2 separate regions of the Mus musculus genome follow, and region 1 is linked to region 2. Evidence: chromatin contacts called from public HiChIP or PLAC-seq data. All regions are on one chromosome and are shown on one strand. Each heading gives the region's core, a stretch centred on a gene start, on an enhancer-like site or on the middle of the called end of the contact. The rest is flanking DNA. Distances are from core to core; before and after follow the strand shown. Region 1 holds the start of Ptch2 (patched 2). Region 2 holds the start of Tesk2 (testis-specific kinase 2).

The links. HiChIP or PLAC-seq counts read pairs in DNA pulled down with a chosen protein or histone mark.
Region 1: a contact with region 2 is called in an H3K27ac HiChIP or PLAC-seq map of embryonic stem cells, with 6 read pairs. The contact joins the promoter of Ptch2 here to the promoter of Tesk2 in region 2. A contact is called at or near these places in 5 of 39 promoter capture datasets (the 3T3-L1 cell line, hippocampal neurons, liver and 1 more), 1 of 484 Hi-C or Micro-C datasets (embryonic stem cells), 7 of 115 datasets of contacts at active chromatin or transcription factors (bone marrow-derived macrophages, embryonic stem cells and pancreatic cancer cells) and 2 of 9 other capture datasets (adipose tissue and liver).

The regions. Positions count from the first base shown.
Region 1 is chr4:117,093,880-117,100,559 of GRCm38.p6, reverse strand. Ptch2 (patched 2) reads right to left here and starts at 4,504. Exons shown (of 22, transcript NM_008958.3): 1 at 4,133-4,504; 2 at 3,521-3,713. The coding sequence starts at 4,204. RefSeq lists enhancers at 1,794-2,385, 4,349-4,848, 4,411-4,869, 3,710-5,408.
Region 2 is chr4:116,715,848-116,722,838 of GRCm38.p6, reverse strand. Tesk2 (testis-specific kinase 2) reads right to left here and starts at 1,884. Exons shown (of 11, transcript NM_146151.4): 1 at 1,583-1,884.

The DNA.
Region 1 (6,680 bases), core at 3,255-5,754, 380 kb before region 2:
AGACACCATTGCAATAAGTTCTCAAGACTGGTCTTGAACTCGCTCTGCAGCCCACTGGGATAAGTCTCATGTGCTGAGGACAGAAGAGAGAAGAGAGAACATGGGTCCTGGCTAATGTCCTTTGTCTGACAGACTAATCACCCCAGAATTCTCTATTGCCAAATCTCCTGTTACAAGAATAAAACCCCAGCCTCTTCCTTCCTGCTCTATGAACCCCCTTTCTTTCTCTTTCATGTGGCTGCAAGGACTCCAATGTATAATTACAGTGTTCGTGGAAGATTGAGATCACCTTAACAATGGCACCACCACAGGGTGGAAGGGCGGGCTGGCTGTGAGAGACTCTAAAGACAGGAACCGAGATGAGCTCCTGAGACTACTAGCTCCTGGGGACTGAGCATGGGGCAGCTGCAGGCTCCACCAATAGGTGGGTGCTGATCCCCTGCCTTCCACATCAAACAGCTGTCTGCGCCTTACCTTCAAGTCAGGGTACATGATAGCATTGTAACTCACAGACCTATCTGTGTGTGTGCAGGTGCGCATGCCTGTGTCCATCAAAGAAGGTGTCCTCTGCCTCTTTGAAGCTGGGTTTTACGTTTTCTCAGCTAGGCCTGAAGCCAACAAATCCCAGAGATCCTCCTGCTTACACTCCTTTGATGCCGTGTATGTGTGTGTGTGTGTGTGTGTGTGTGTGTGTGTGTATGTGTGATACTCAGTTTATCACAGGGGCATTGGGATCTGAACTCTGGTCCTCGGAACTGCACAGCAAGTGCTCCTAACTACTAAGGCATCTTTGCAGTCCCTCCACCTTCTGTTTTGGAGACAAGGTTTCTGCCTGAGCTGGAGCCCATGGGTTCTGTCAGATGAGCTGCCAATCTCAGAATGCCCCTGCCACACTCGCCCAGTGCTGGGGTTACAGGTGTGCGCTGCTGTACCTGACTTTTACACAGATGCTGGGGATCCAAACTCAGGTTCCGTGTGCACCGGAAGTGCTTTACTCACTGAGACACTTCCGGCCTAATAACTATTTACTTTTGAGGCTCCACCTCCTTTTTTTAAATTTTTTTATTTTTTATTTGAGACAGGGGTTTCTGCCTGCTCTGAAACTCACTCTTTTTTTTTTTTTTTCTTTTTCTGAGACAGGGTTTCTCTGTATAGCCCTGGCTGTCCTGGAACTCATTTTGTAGACCAGGCTGGCCTCAAACTCAGAAATCCACCTGCCTCTGCCTCCCGAGTGCTGGGATTAAAGGCGTGCGCCACCACCAGCTGAAACTCTTAAGACCAAGCTGGCCTCAAGCTCAGAGATCCTCTGGCCTCTGCCTCCTAGGTGCACTCCACCACTGCCCAGCAAGTTTCTTAGTTTTAAGTTGATCAGGGTATTGGTGTTTGGTCCCTAACCTACAACAACAACAACAACAACAACAGAAAACAAAAAACAAAAACAAAAAAGGAAAGGAAAACACACCACATTTACAGCCAAGGAGAGTCTTGACCTCTATTTGAAACTCTGCTAACTGAGGGTCTTGCTTCTTCCACTTCCAGTCCTAGCAAAACAGGAAGCAAAAATGTCTCTTCAGCTCTCAACTCCATCAACTAACTCCTCAGCTATAGAGAAAAGACCAGTGAGACTGTGGTCTTACTAATCTCAACACAAAGGGGTCCACTGCAGGAGGACCCAAGGTCAAGGTCGCTGAGGTGACACAGGGAATTCCTATCTCAAAGAGACCAACTGCTACCCTCTTATAATACATTTCTCATAACTGCAGGGACTAGCCAGGGGGGCCGGAGAGGGATGAGCAAATGTAGACATCCAAGCAGTGTTTAATTGGGGAAGATCCGGGGAATGCAGAGAGAGGAAAGGCAGGGCCTGGGAGGGAGACTCACTCTATTGTGGCAGGATATTCAGAAGTTATTTGGGACCACCCAAGCAGCAGTGGTTTGTGTGGGGGCATGCATATATGCGTGTGCGCACATGTGTGTCCTGATGCTGGGGGCAGACTGGCAGGCAGGGAGAAACATCTGCTCTGGACCCTAGGGCTGTCTTAAGAGTGTGAACGCTAAGAGTCTGCAGAGGGCTGGGGGTAGGGTGGAGATGGGGTGTGGGAGCCTATGATGTAGGAAGGCTCCAAGAAACATCTGCTCTGTATCCTAGGACTTGCCAGCATTTGAAATAACTCCAGGGTGTGAGGCTGCGACCTGGGGCCTGCCTTGGGTCTGGGCCAGGGCTAGGGAGGTCTGGGGAGCCCACAAATGCAGATTTCCCAGGGAAGAACACAGTTGAATTTGCCTTTGTCAAATAGCAGCCACATGAAACCAGGCACCAGGAAAGAAGAGAGGCATGCTGAAATTATGAGTTGTGTAATCCTTCCACTAGGACGTGAGGATTTGGTCTCATTTGACCCTGACTTTTGCCTCAAAGTCTATGCTCATTCTTCATTAAATGGCTGCAGGTCCCTGGGTGTCTACTCAGAAGCCTGGTCAGATGGCTCGTTCAAGGTTTTCTTTTCTTTTACACCTAACAATTCTTTTCTTATTATTTCTTGTTTTCCCCTTTCCCCCTTCCTTCCTTCCAATCTTTCTTTTTGGTTTTTCGAGAGAGAGTATTTTCATGCAGCTCTGGCTGTCCTGGAATTCTCTGTAGACCAGGCTGGCCCCACCTGCCTCCAGATCCTGGAATTCTCTGTAGACCAGGCTGGCCCCACCTGCCTCCAGATCCCAAGCACTGAGGTTAAACATTAAAGCTGTGCACCACCACTGCTGCCACCAAGCACTAACTTTTCTTTTTCTTCTTGCTCCTCCTCCATCTCTCTCCCCCACCACAGCATGCTCGACAGGCAGTCTGCCATGCCACCCAGCTACATCCCACTGATCTTCCTTCCTTCCTTCCTTCCTTCCTTCCTTCCTTCCTTCCTTCCTTCCTCCCTCCCTCCCTCCCTCTCTTCCATCTGTCCGTCTGTCCCTCTCTCTCTCTCTCTCTCTGACACAGGCTATTGTTAAATTCTTAGACTGAAAGTATTTCTCTTGCCTCAGCCCCTTGAGTAGTTAGAATCACAGTGCTAATCTGAGTTTGCAGGTCAGAGCCGTCTCTCCCTGCCTTCTCTTATACAACACAATACCACTTGGCTTTGTTTTGTTTAGAACTTACCCCCACACACATTTTACTTCCTTTGGCTATTGAAAAATACATCTTGTTCCATTTGTAAACTCTGATGTACAGTTAAAAGAAACCTAGCTATAAACGCTAAATAAGCAGACACATAATCAAAGATGAATATTCCACAAGCTTATTCATAAGAGGCTACCATCTAGAGTTGTCCATTTATGGGTGAGAGAGATAGGTGTGAGACAGTTGATGGTAAAGACTTGCCTAGCTTGCACAATGCCCTGGGCTTCATCCACAGCACTGAGGGAGATTGGGAGAGAGGTAGGCTTTCTGCAACACACCCAGATACACAGGCTCTGAACAGGAGATGGCCCTCTCGATCCTTGACCAAAGCAGCTACGGCCAGCTCCAGTAACTCACCTTCTACCCAGAGCTGTTCTAGGTCTGTCTCAATTACAGCCACTCGGAGACCCAGTGCCAGAGCCCCAAAGGCCACCAGTCCCAGGAAGAGCACTTTGCCGCAGTGTTTCTGGATCCTGCACCCCAGGGAGAAGAGTAGACCTTGGAAGTAAGCTCGAAGCCAGAGAGGAGCCTGCAGGCTCCCAGCTAGGATCTGGGATAGAGAGAGGAGGAGGTCAGCCAGCTGTCAGCACAACAATGGAGGAGCTTTCCCTTTTCTCCCGGTCAAGTCCCAGTTTCCTGACTTCTGGATGCAGGGCAGGAAACAGCTACAGATAAAGGTTTCAAATGTGGAAGATTTAACTCTCTTTCCCTGTGCCTTCTCCATAAGCACACCTGAAAATGCCCATTTTTAGAAGGTTATGAGTCGTGAACACACACACTCGTTGTCAGCTAGGCAAAGAGGTGAACCCACAGACATAACTATTTTCACTGACCAGATAATAGGAAATAAACTAACAAATCACTTGCTGGCTCTCGCTTGTCTTCAAACACAGATCCAGTAACACTAGACTTCTAGCCCTACAGATGTTCAAGCGACGTTTAAGTTACAAACCCAGCCCCTCTACTCACATGAGGTGCGGAGGACCGAGCTGGAGGTGTGTAGCTGGGAGGTAGCTCTCCAAGGGACAGTGGCCGAACCATGCTGGTGAGGATGGGGGGCGCGAGCGCCCCCAACCTGCGTTATCTGAGCGCTGCCATAGGCTAGCTTGGCGCCTTGTGCCGCCCGGCTTCACCTGAGGATTCCTAGCTGCCGTGAACGGCCATACGGTCCTGGGTGAGGCGCGCGTAAAGATGCACAGGAGCAGCCCGCAGCGGCGGTGCGGGGTGGTGGCCCCAAGCCCCGCTGGATCTGTGGGCTGTGGTCCAAAGAGGGCTCCGCGTGTGGGTGGACCCGACTGGCTGCGAAGCACCTCACAGCTAAAGGTGGCGACTGTGGATCTCGGGAAGCACCAGGAGGCTCAGAAAAAAAGGAGCGGGCCGGGGTGACGCCCTCCCATTGGCTAAGGGGGCGGCAAATTACCCGCTGCCTTGCAGCCGGATCCGTTGCTAGGTAACGGCGCCGCAGGGGGCGGGGCAGGAGACCACCCAGGCAGGGCCACCCCTTTGCCTCGCCTCCCGGGCTCCCCAGCCCGCCCGCGGGGCCCTAAGGAGAGGAGAAGGGAGGGTGATCCTGGAGGCGCTAGTCGTTGGCCAAGTGTAAGTCAGGATGTTGAGAAAGGGAGTCTGCTGGTCCCCTTTGGGCCACCCTTTCTTCCCGACCCAGCGCAACCCTAAGGACCTCCTTTCCACTCTTTCCAAGCAGGCCAGACTCAGCTCTAAAATGCAAATCCCACGGCTGCACCAAAGCCCAAAGCCCTGCACCATCCAACTAAAGCTTTTTTTTTTCCTCTAAGTGCCTCACACCCACTCAGTTGCCTTCCAGTCCCGAATTGCCCTCAGTAATTTCCTAAGTTCACATGTTCTTGCCTTTGTACATGTTGGGGCCCCTTTGTCTTGGCAGATAACTTTTAAGCCTGAACTTGAATCAGTCAGCCTAAACTTTTGGAAGCCTTGGCAGATAATTGCTTTTTTCTTTGTGGTTCTTATTAACATTCAGTTTGTGTATTGTATTTTTAAATTTTTATTTTAACTTTTTTTTGTGAGACATGGTCTTAAGTAGTTCAGCTTGGCCTTCAACTCCTTATCCTGGTTGTGTCTGTCAAGTTAAGGGACTATAACAGTCCTGTATTGCCCAGCCTGTCTGATAATTGTATTTGTGATGACATAATTTATGTACAACATTGGGAAACATGTTGCTTTTCCAAGTGACTGTGCTATTTCTGTGCTCCTGACTGTTAAACTCTGATCGGTCATCTGAGGGTAAAAGTCTGACTCCTCATACAGAACATTTGGGAAAGGAGCCGGGCAGTGGCAGGCCCATCTCTTGTGAGTTCCAGGTCTCAGCATGGTCTACATAGAGAATTCTGGAACAGCCAGGGCTACCTAGAAAGATTCTGCCTCAGAAACAAAATACGTTTTTTGGGGGAAAAAAAAGACTTCAATAAATCTGTTGTTCTGATACTGCTATCACATCTGGCTAGCCTCTTGCTCAATTCTTCCAGACTTCTTAATCATTATATCATAAATATTTTATATTACTACACAGTCCTCTCATCAATCATTTGCAGAATGTCCTCAGGACAGATTCCCAGAAATGGGGTTGTTTGGGTCAAAAAGCATGAATATGGTTTTGGCCTTGCTACATACTGCCAAACTTGTGCAAATTAACATCATCAGCTCCAGGGCTTAATCCTAAGGGTTCCCCAGTTGGTTTAAGGGGTGGGCAGTTAAGGAGGAATGAATGTGTCTGTCTACAACACTGCTACTCTGTGGCTAAGAGGCACCTGGGCAGGAATGGAAGCCTTGGGCCTGGAGAGATAGCTCAGCAGTTAAGGCCACCTTTTGTTTTTGCAGAGGACCTGGGTTTGGCTTCCAGCATCCACAAAGGAGAGTTCACAGCTACCTGTAACTCCAGCTCCAGGGGATTCAACACCTGGCCTCTGAGAGCAAGTGTATACACACACACACACACACACACACACACACACACACACACACACACACACACACATGCGTCATATACAGACTCTCCGGCATATACATATAAGTAAAGGTAATATGAAAATGAGAAAGAAAGCCTGTGTACACGGTATTCTCCCGTTTGTAATGGGAGGAAGTGCACCCTGTGTACACGGTATTCTCCTGTCTGTAATGGGAGGAAGTGTACTACAGAGAAAAGTGTACCCTTAGCAAGCCTGGAAATGGAAACAGCTCTGAAGTGGGCTCTCTAGACTCCTGTAGCAATCTTGGGGCTATAAAGGCAGGGAATTGCCTAGAATAAGCGCTGCACGGCATTATAACGCCAGGACAAAATTGACATTTCTTTTTTTTTTTTAATTTTTTTTAAGATTTATTTATTATTATATGTAAGTACACTGTAGCTGTCTTCAGACACACCAGAAGAGGGAGTCAGATTTTCTTACGGATGGTTGTGAGCCACCATGTGGTTGCTGGGATTTGAACTCTGGACCTTCGGAAGAGCAGTCGGGTGCTCTTACCCACTGAGCCATCTCACCAG
Region 2 (6,991 bases), core at 635-3,134:
ACCAACAGAAGAAGCACTCATCACATAAAATAAAAATAAACCTAAAAACAACAAACCCTTGCTATTTCCCACTGATGATTCCCATGGCTATAACGCTCATGTCAGAAACTCACCGCAGTTCCGTCAACCTCCAGAGAAAGCTGATTTATCTACAGATAACTGATCACAATAAAAATAAGACCAGTCTAGTGTGATAACACGCATAATTCCCGGCTGGCCTACCCTCAAACAAGCAGAAAAAGAGAGAAAGAAGGCAGATGTGCTGCTCACTGCCGCCTGCCTTCCACTTACTCCTAAATCCGTGGGCTGACCACTGCATTACAACCACCAGATTATCAAAACTGCCTTTGAAAGAAAACAAGTCACTTCCTAATTGCCAGACTCGTGGCTTCACACTCTCCTGCTGCTTGACCTGGGAAGCGCCTGGTATCCCCCTCCCTTCTGGAGACTGTCTTTGGCTTCTGTGATACTGCCACAGTGTTCTAGCTCTCTTCAGTGTCTGTTATCCTCAGCAATGCTGCCTCTGTCCACAGCCCAATTCTCCGCTTTCTGGAGTACTACGAGGGGGTGCTAAGGTTTCAAGTATTCCTATTTAATTCCAATTTATGTCTTTAGAGCCTAACTTAATCAGTTCTATGAGCAACTTTCCACCTCTATTTGAAAAACTCGGGTTGAACTTGTCCACAACCCAACTTATCATTCTTCAGATCTACTTCTTTACATTGTTAGCACCACCAACCCAATACCATAAACCAATGAGAAAGCCCTTATGTAGAAAAGCAGAAAGCAAAAAACCCTCTAAATTCTATTCTAAAATTCTTGGAATTTCATGCCATTCTCTTCATTTTCCACAACTATTCCAGTCCATTCATCCTCTTCTCACGCACAAAACACAGCAGCCTCCTGACTACCTGGGCCTTCTGCCCTCCGGTCTTACTTTCAATCTTTCTTTCACATTTTCCAGAGATAATCCATATCAAACTCCTGCTTACAACCTTCAATGGCTCCGTATGCCTACAAATAAAGTCCAAATTCTTTAACAAGTTTTTCTCAGAGGTTTAAATTAAAAGGTTTTTCAATTGGACTAATCTGGCTTTTATTTCCAACTAAATCAGAATCGTAGTTTAGATAAGAGTCTTCTTCAAAATGAAGGGTAAGAACGTGAATAAAAAGGAGAGAAGTCTCTTAGGATAGGAGTCAGGGTGGTTAGGAGAGATGAGCACGTTTCGGAGGGAATCCAGATCTCAGAGGGAGAAGGGGGCTCGGAGACTAGTGAGGCACACTCAGTAGGGGAACGGGACGTGAAGGATTCCACAACTTCACAAGTGAGGAAGGTCAGACACAAACAACCCTTTTGAGTATAACGTCCAATGGGTTCTTGACCCCTGAGACGAGGTGGGGACTGTCCCGGGACCCGGAGGGAACTGAGAAGGAAAGGGGGAGAGGGGCAAGAGACAGTCCCCGCTTCTTTGAGAATCTCAAGTACAGCACCGGATTGTCCAGTGCTCAGCGACCCATGAGCCAAGCTGCGCGCAGGGCAGGGATGCCGAGCCTTGGTCCCCAGGCACTCTCCCGACGTTACCTGAGGCACAACTGAGCCGCGGAGGGGGCGTCTGCGCCGGCCAGAGGGTAAGGGAGGCAGCGGCCCAGAGCGAGCATAGCAGCTCCCGGCCGCGGCTGTTTAGCCTGCGGAGGAGGTGAGGGTCCCTTGGGCAGAAGCCGGAGATTGCTCAGGGCCAGCGGCGGCGCAGGAGCTGGAGGCTACTGCCATGGCCTTGCGGTCTGAGCTGCTTTCCCCCGCCTACTCGGCGGGGCCCGGAGGCGGATCACCGCTGGGACTGAGAAGGCAGCTGGAAACTCTCGGCTCCCCGCCGGTGAGTGTCTGAAACGCCTGGGGGGCAGGGGGCTGGGGGCGGGGCCCCGTGAGCTCCGCCCCCTCCTCAGGCCTCCCTCAGAGCAGCCAATCAATCGTCAACCTTTGACAAACGAGCTAATAGAGTTGCCCAATTAACGTTAGGAATGCCACGTGGTACGAGGGTGGGCACAATGGGCGTACAGAAAAGCCAATCAGCAACGCTCGGCGCCAACTCTTAGAAGATGAAGGGAACCAATAGGAAGAGAGTGGAGTTAAAAACAGAGGGGACAGTGTGTTGAAAAAGCGGAACCGGAGAGAATTCACCTTGGGGAAAACCTAGTCTAAAGAGTCTCAGAGGGCGGGACACAAGAGAGACCAATCAAACCCCCCCAAACAGAAGCGAATGGTAAATTAATTAAGCCAATTAAACAAGCACTAAACTGGCGCGGCTTTTGAATAAGGTGTTCTGCTGGATCGAATGCAGTGTCCTGCAGGAACGCAGTATATTGACAAGCTAAAATTAGCACATAATTCCTAACAACTTGAGAAAGAGCAGTAAGTATAACTTAAACGAAATGCCAAAGGGAGAGATTGAATTCAGGGAAGGCTTAGAGGATTGGTATCACCAGCTAGATGGAAAGGAGAGATATGAAAGATCTTCGAAGGGAATAACAATTCTACCCAACTGTTCATCAGGTACAGATTTCCTCACACTTTCCATAGCCATGGATCTCAAGGGTTCATAATTTTATAGCTGAACAGACTGCTAAAGAAGAATAAGAGCAGTGGGATATAGGTCTTACTCCCAACGGTTTAGGGGCCTCCCTTCAGAAATCTTTAGCATGTGAGACATAATTAAAATATGTCTAGGAGCCGAGCATGGTGGCGCACGCCTTTAATCCCAGCACTCAGGAGGCAGAGGCAGGCGGATTTCTGAGTTCGAGGCCAGCCTGGTCTACCGAGTGAGTTCCAAGACAGCCAGGGCTGCACAGAGAAACCCTGTCTCGAATAACAAAAAAAAATAAATAAATAAATAAATACTAGGGGCAGAAAGCAATGGTAATGTACCATGTGGTCCAGGGTTCAATTCCCAGCACTGAAAATAATAACACCAATGGAATGTAGTGCTACTGACAGCTGAGTTTATGAAAATGTATAGTAGGAAATAAAATTGCAAGAGGCTGAACATGAGTGGAGTTTAAATAATAAAATTATCTTTTTATTTTAAATGCTGTGTGATTTATCCTTGAACAGAAGCATAACCTAAACAGGGAATTGTTTGAGGAAGAGTAATTAGCTCACAGAATCTCTGAAGGGAGGTACTCAGGCACAGTTCTCTTGGCCTGTTCAGGATCTTTCTGACATAAATTATGTGCTGCCACCTGGTGGCAGTTCAGACCCACTGTTCCACCGTTGTCCTTTAACATTTCTGTTGAAAGATTTGGCACCCTTGCAAGTGTGTCTCCCATAGAGCTTGATACAAACAGTTGATAAATACTACTGGTAGCAATCGGAGCTAATGCCACCATGCCAGATAAATTATCTGCCCAGTGAAAGACAGAGAGAGGCTTGGCGAAAAGGCTTGTGTTAAATGTGGATCTAAATAACAAAAATTTTTTAAATTTGGGGCTGGAGATGCAGTCCATTTGGCAGTGTTAGTATGCACGGCGCCCAGATGTGGTGTCACACTCCTATCAAATCACCATTCAGAAAGTGGAGGCAGGATTTCAGGAGTTCAAGGTCATCCTCAGCTAGATATGGAGTCTAGACCAGCCTGGGACACTTGATACCTGGCCTCAAAATAAAAACTATTAAATAGAGGAAGGAGGAAAAACAACAACACCAAGGGTTCAAGTAGTTACCGTGCAAACCTGAGGAAGAGTCTGTCATCCCAGCACTCCTGGAAGGTGGGAGGCAAAGACCAACACCAGAGCTGCCTCCTAATCCCAACATGTACTCGGTAGCATGAATGTACACAAACAAGCCAGGTATGGTCTACATACCTATAATACCTGGGGTGTGGCGACAGGAGGAACAAGGCCACCTTTGGCTATATAAAGAGTCTAAAGCAAGCCTGGACAACACAGGATTCTGTCATATACACACCAAAATAAATCAATAAAATAAAACTGGGTCTGAAGCTAAGTATGATATCACTGTATCACTTGTAATCCTGGCAATCAGGAGACTCAGGCAGGATGGAAACAAGTTTGAAGCCAACCTGAGCTACAGAGTTCTGAGTCAGTCCAAGTAAATGCATACTACATACTACATACTAAATGAAAACAGGGCTGAAGAGATGGCTCAGCAGGTAAGAGCACTGACTGCTTTTGCAGAGGATCCTGGTTCGATTCCCAGCACATATATGCTGATTCTAGTTAACTCCAGTTCCAGAGGATCCAGTGCTCTCACCTGGCCTCTGCAGGCACCAGACAAGCACAGTGGTACAGACACACATGCAGGCAAAGCAAAGCACTTACTCACATGAAATAACAATAAATAAAACAAAAGCAAAAAGAACCTCTCCTCTCCTTCCCTCTCTCTCAAGGTCTTTTTTTTTTGTCCTTTTTCAAGACAGGGTTTCTCTGTGTAGCCCTGGCTGTCCTGGAACTCACTCTGTAGACCAGGCAGGCCTCGAACTCAGAAATTCGCCTGCCTCTGCCTCCCTAGTGCTGGGATTAAAGGCATGTGCCACCACTGCCCGGCACAAGGTCTTATTATACAGTTCAGAGATGGTCTTGAACTCAGAGATCCATCTGCCTCTTCCCAAGAGCTGGGCTTAAAGGTGTGCACTATCATACCCACTGAGAGACCCTGCCTCTGGTCACCACATACTCATGCTCAAAATAATCAGGTGCAAATGCACACATGCACACACACATGTACGCAACTGTGCACACACTCGCACACATGTGCACACGCACATGTACACACACACACCCCAACAAAAAAATGTGGAAGATATCCCTATAACTATTCAATGTCCAAGGCCCTCTCCCCATAATGTTGGCTATTAGTTGGGCCAGAAATTTAAATATACCATTACTAAAAGTAGCTCCCATTTTACTACCTCATCCTTCTATTTTTTTTTTTTTAAGATAACTGTCTCCTCTTGCCAGCCTGAACTAAGAGTTGGAACCTTCCCATAAGCTGACTGCACATCTTAGTTCTAAGCAAATGCATCCGAAGACCTAACTGGTGGATGGATGGCATTATCTCTTGTCTACAGTTACCACTGGCAGAGGCTTCATGAGGTCTCTGAAATGCTGCTGATTCTTAGGAAATCTTGAACCCCCTAGAACATAAAGTCCAGAAAAGCAGAAAGCAAAGCTGACCTTCAATGCCAGAGATCTTGAGTTCAATTCCCAGCAACCACATGGGATCCAATGCACTCTTCTAGTGTGTGTCTGAAGACAGCTGCAGTGTACTCATATAAATAAAAAATAAATAAATCTTTTTTTTTTTTTAAAGCCAGTAAGCTACCTTCCTCCATGTCAGTTCCTGCCTCCAGGTCCCTGTCCTGACTTCTCTTCAGGATTGAACGATGGGTAAAATTCACCGTTTCCTCCTCCAGTTGCTTTTAGTGTTTTGTCACAGCAATAGAAAAGTAAGCTAAGGACTAAACCGCTAACCATAAGACATATTTGTTTTGTTGTCATTATTGTTGGTTTTGACACAGGGATGTCTTATGCAGCCCAAGCTGGCCTCAAACTCCAGATCCTTGGGCTGGGGAGGTGGCTCAGTGGTTAAGAGCACTGACTGCTCTTCCAGAGGTCCTGAGTTCAATTCCAGTAACCACATGGTGGCTCACAACCATCTGTAATGTGATCCAGTGCCCTCTTCTGGTGAGTCTGAAGACAGTGACAATGTACTCATATACATAAAAATAAATAATAAAAAAAAAACCCTCCAGATCCTTTTGTCTCCACTTCCCTAGTGGTAGGATTACAGGTATATACCACAACCTTTATTTATTTATAATTATTTCAGATAACTACATGAAATATGTATAAGGCATTTTTTAAATGAAATTGAATAAAAATGGACCAGAGGTATAGCATTACCACTTGTTTAGCATTTTTTAAAGATGTTTTTTAAAATTTATTTTAATGTATATGAATACACGGTCTCTATCTTCATGCACACCAGAAGAGGGTGTCAGAGGGCGTCAGATCTCATTACAGATGGTTGTGAGCCACCATGTGGTTGCTGGGAATTGAACTTAGGACCTCTGGAAGAGCAGTCTATGCTTTTAACCACTGAGGCATCTCTCCAGCCCCCTTGTTTAGCATTTAATGAGGCTCTGGGTACAATAATCCCTGCCATTGCAAGGAAAAGACAGGTGGGTGGCAGCAAGCAAGCCAGCTAGCAGACTAGTAGGTATGGCAGCATATACCTCCAATTTTAGAATTTAGGTTTTAGCAAGAGGATCAGAAAGTTCAAGGTCATTGTGGTGGTTTAAATGAGAAGTGCCCCCCATAGGCTCATATTTTCAACACTTGTTCTTCAATTGTTGGTACTCTTTCAGAAGGATTAGAGGTATGGTCTTATTGGAGGTGTGCCACTGGGTCATTAAAGTTTCAAAAGATCTGCCAGTCCCTGTGCACCCTCTGTGCTTCCCGCTCGTGGATGGGATGTAGTCTCAGATGGTTGTGATCTCGGCTTCTGCTCGTGTCGTGCCAGCCCACCAGCTGCTGACATGTATCTCACCATGATGGTGCTGGGCCCTGTGAAATTACAAGCCCCAAGACAACTCTCCCTCTAGGAGATGCCTTGGTTGTGGCATTTTATCACAGTATTAGGAAAGTAACTAAGACAGTCAACTTCACTCAAAGCCAATCTGTGTGACATAAAATCCTGCCTCAAGGAGCTGGAGAGATGGCTCAGTGGTTAAGAGCACTAACAGTTCCTCCAGAGGTCCTGAGTTCAATTCCCAGCAACCACATGGTGGCTCATAACCATCTGTAATGGAATACGATGCCCTCTTCTGGTGTGTCAGAAGACAGCTACAGTGTATTCATATAAATAAAATAAATCTCCTTAAAAAAAGAAAACCCTGCCTCAAAAAATTAAAAAGGAGCTAAAGAGATGGCCCAATGGTTAGGAGCACTTACTACTCTTTGATGGCCAGCATCT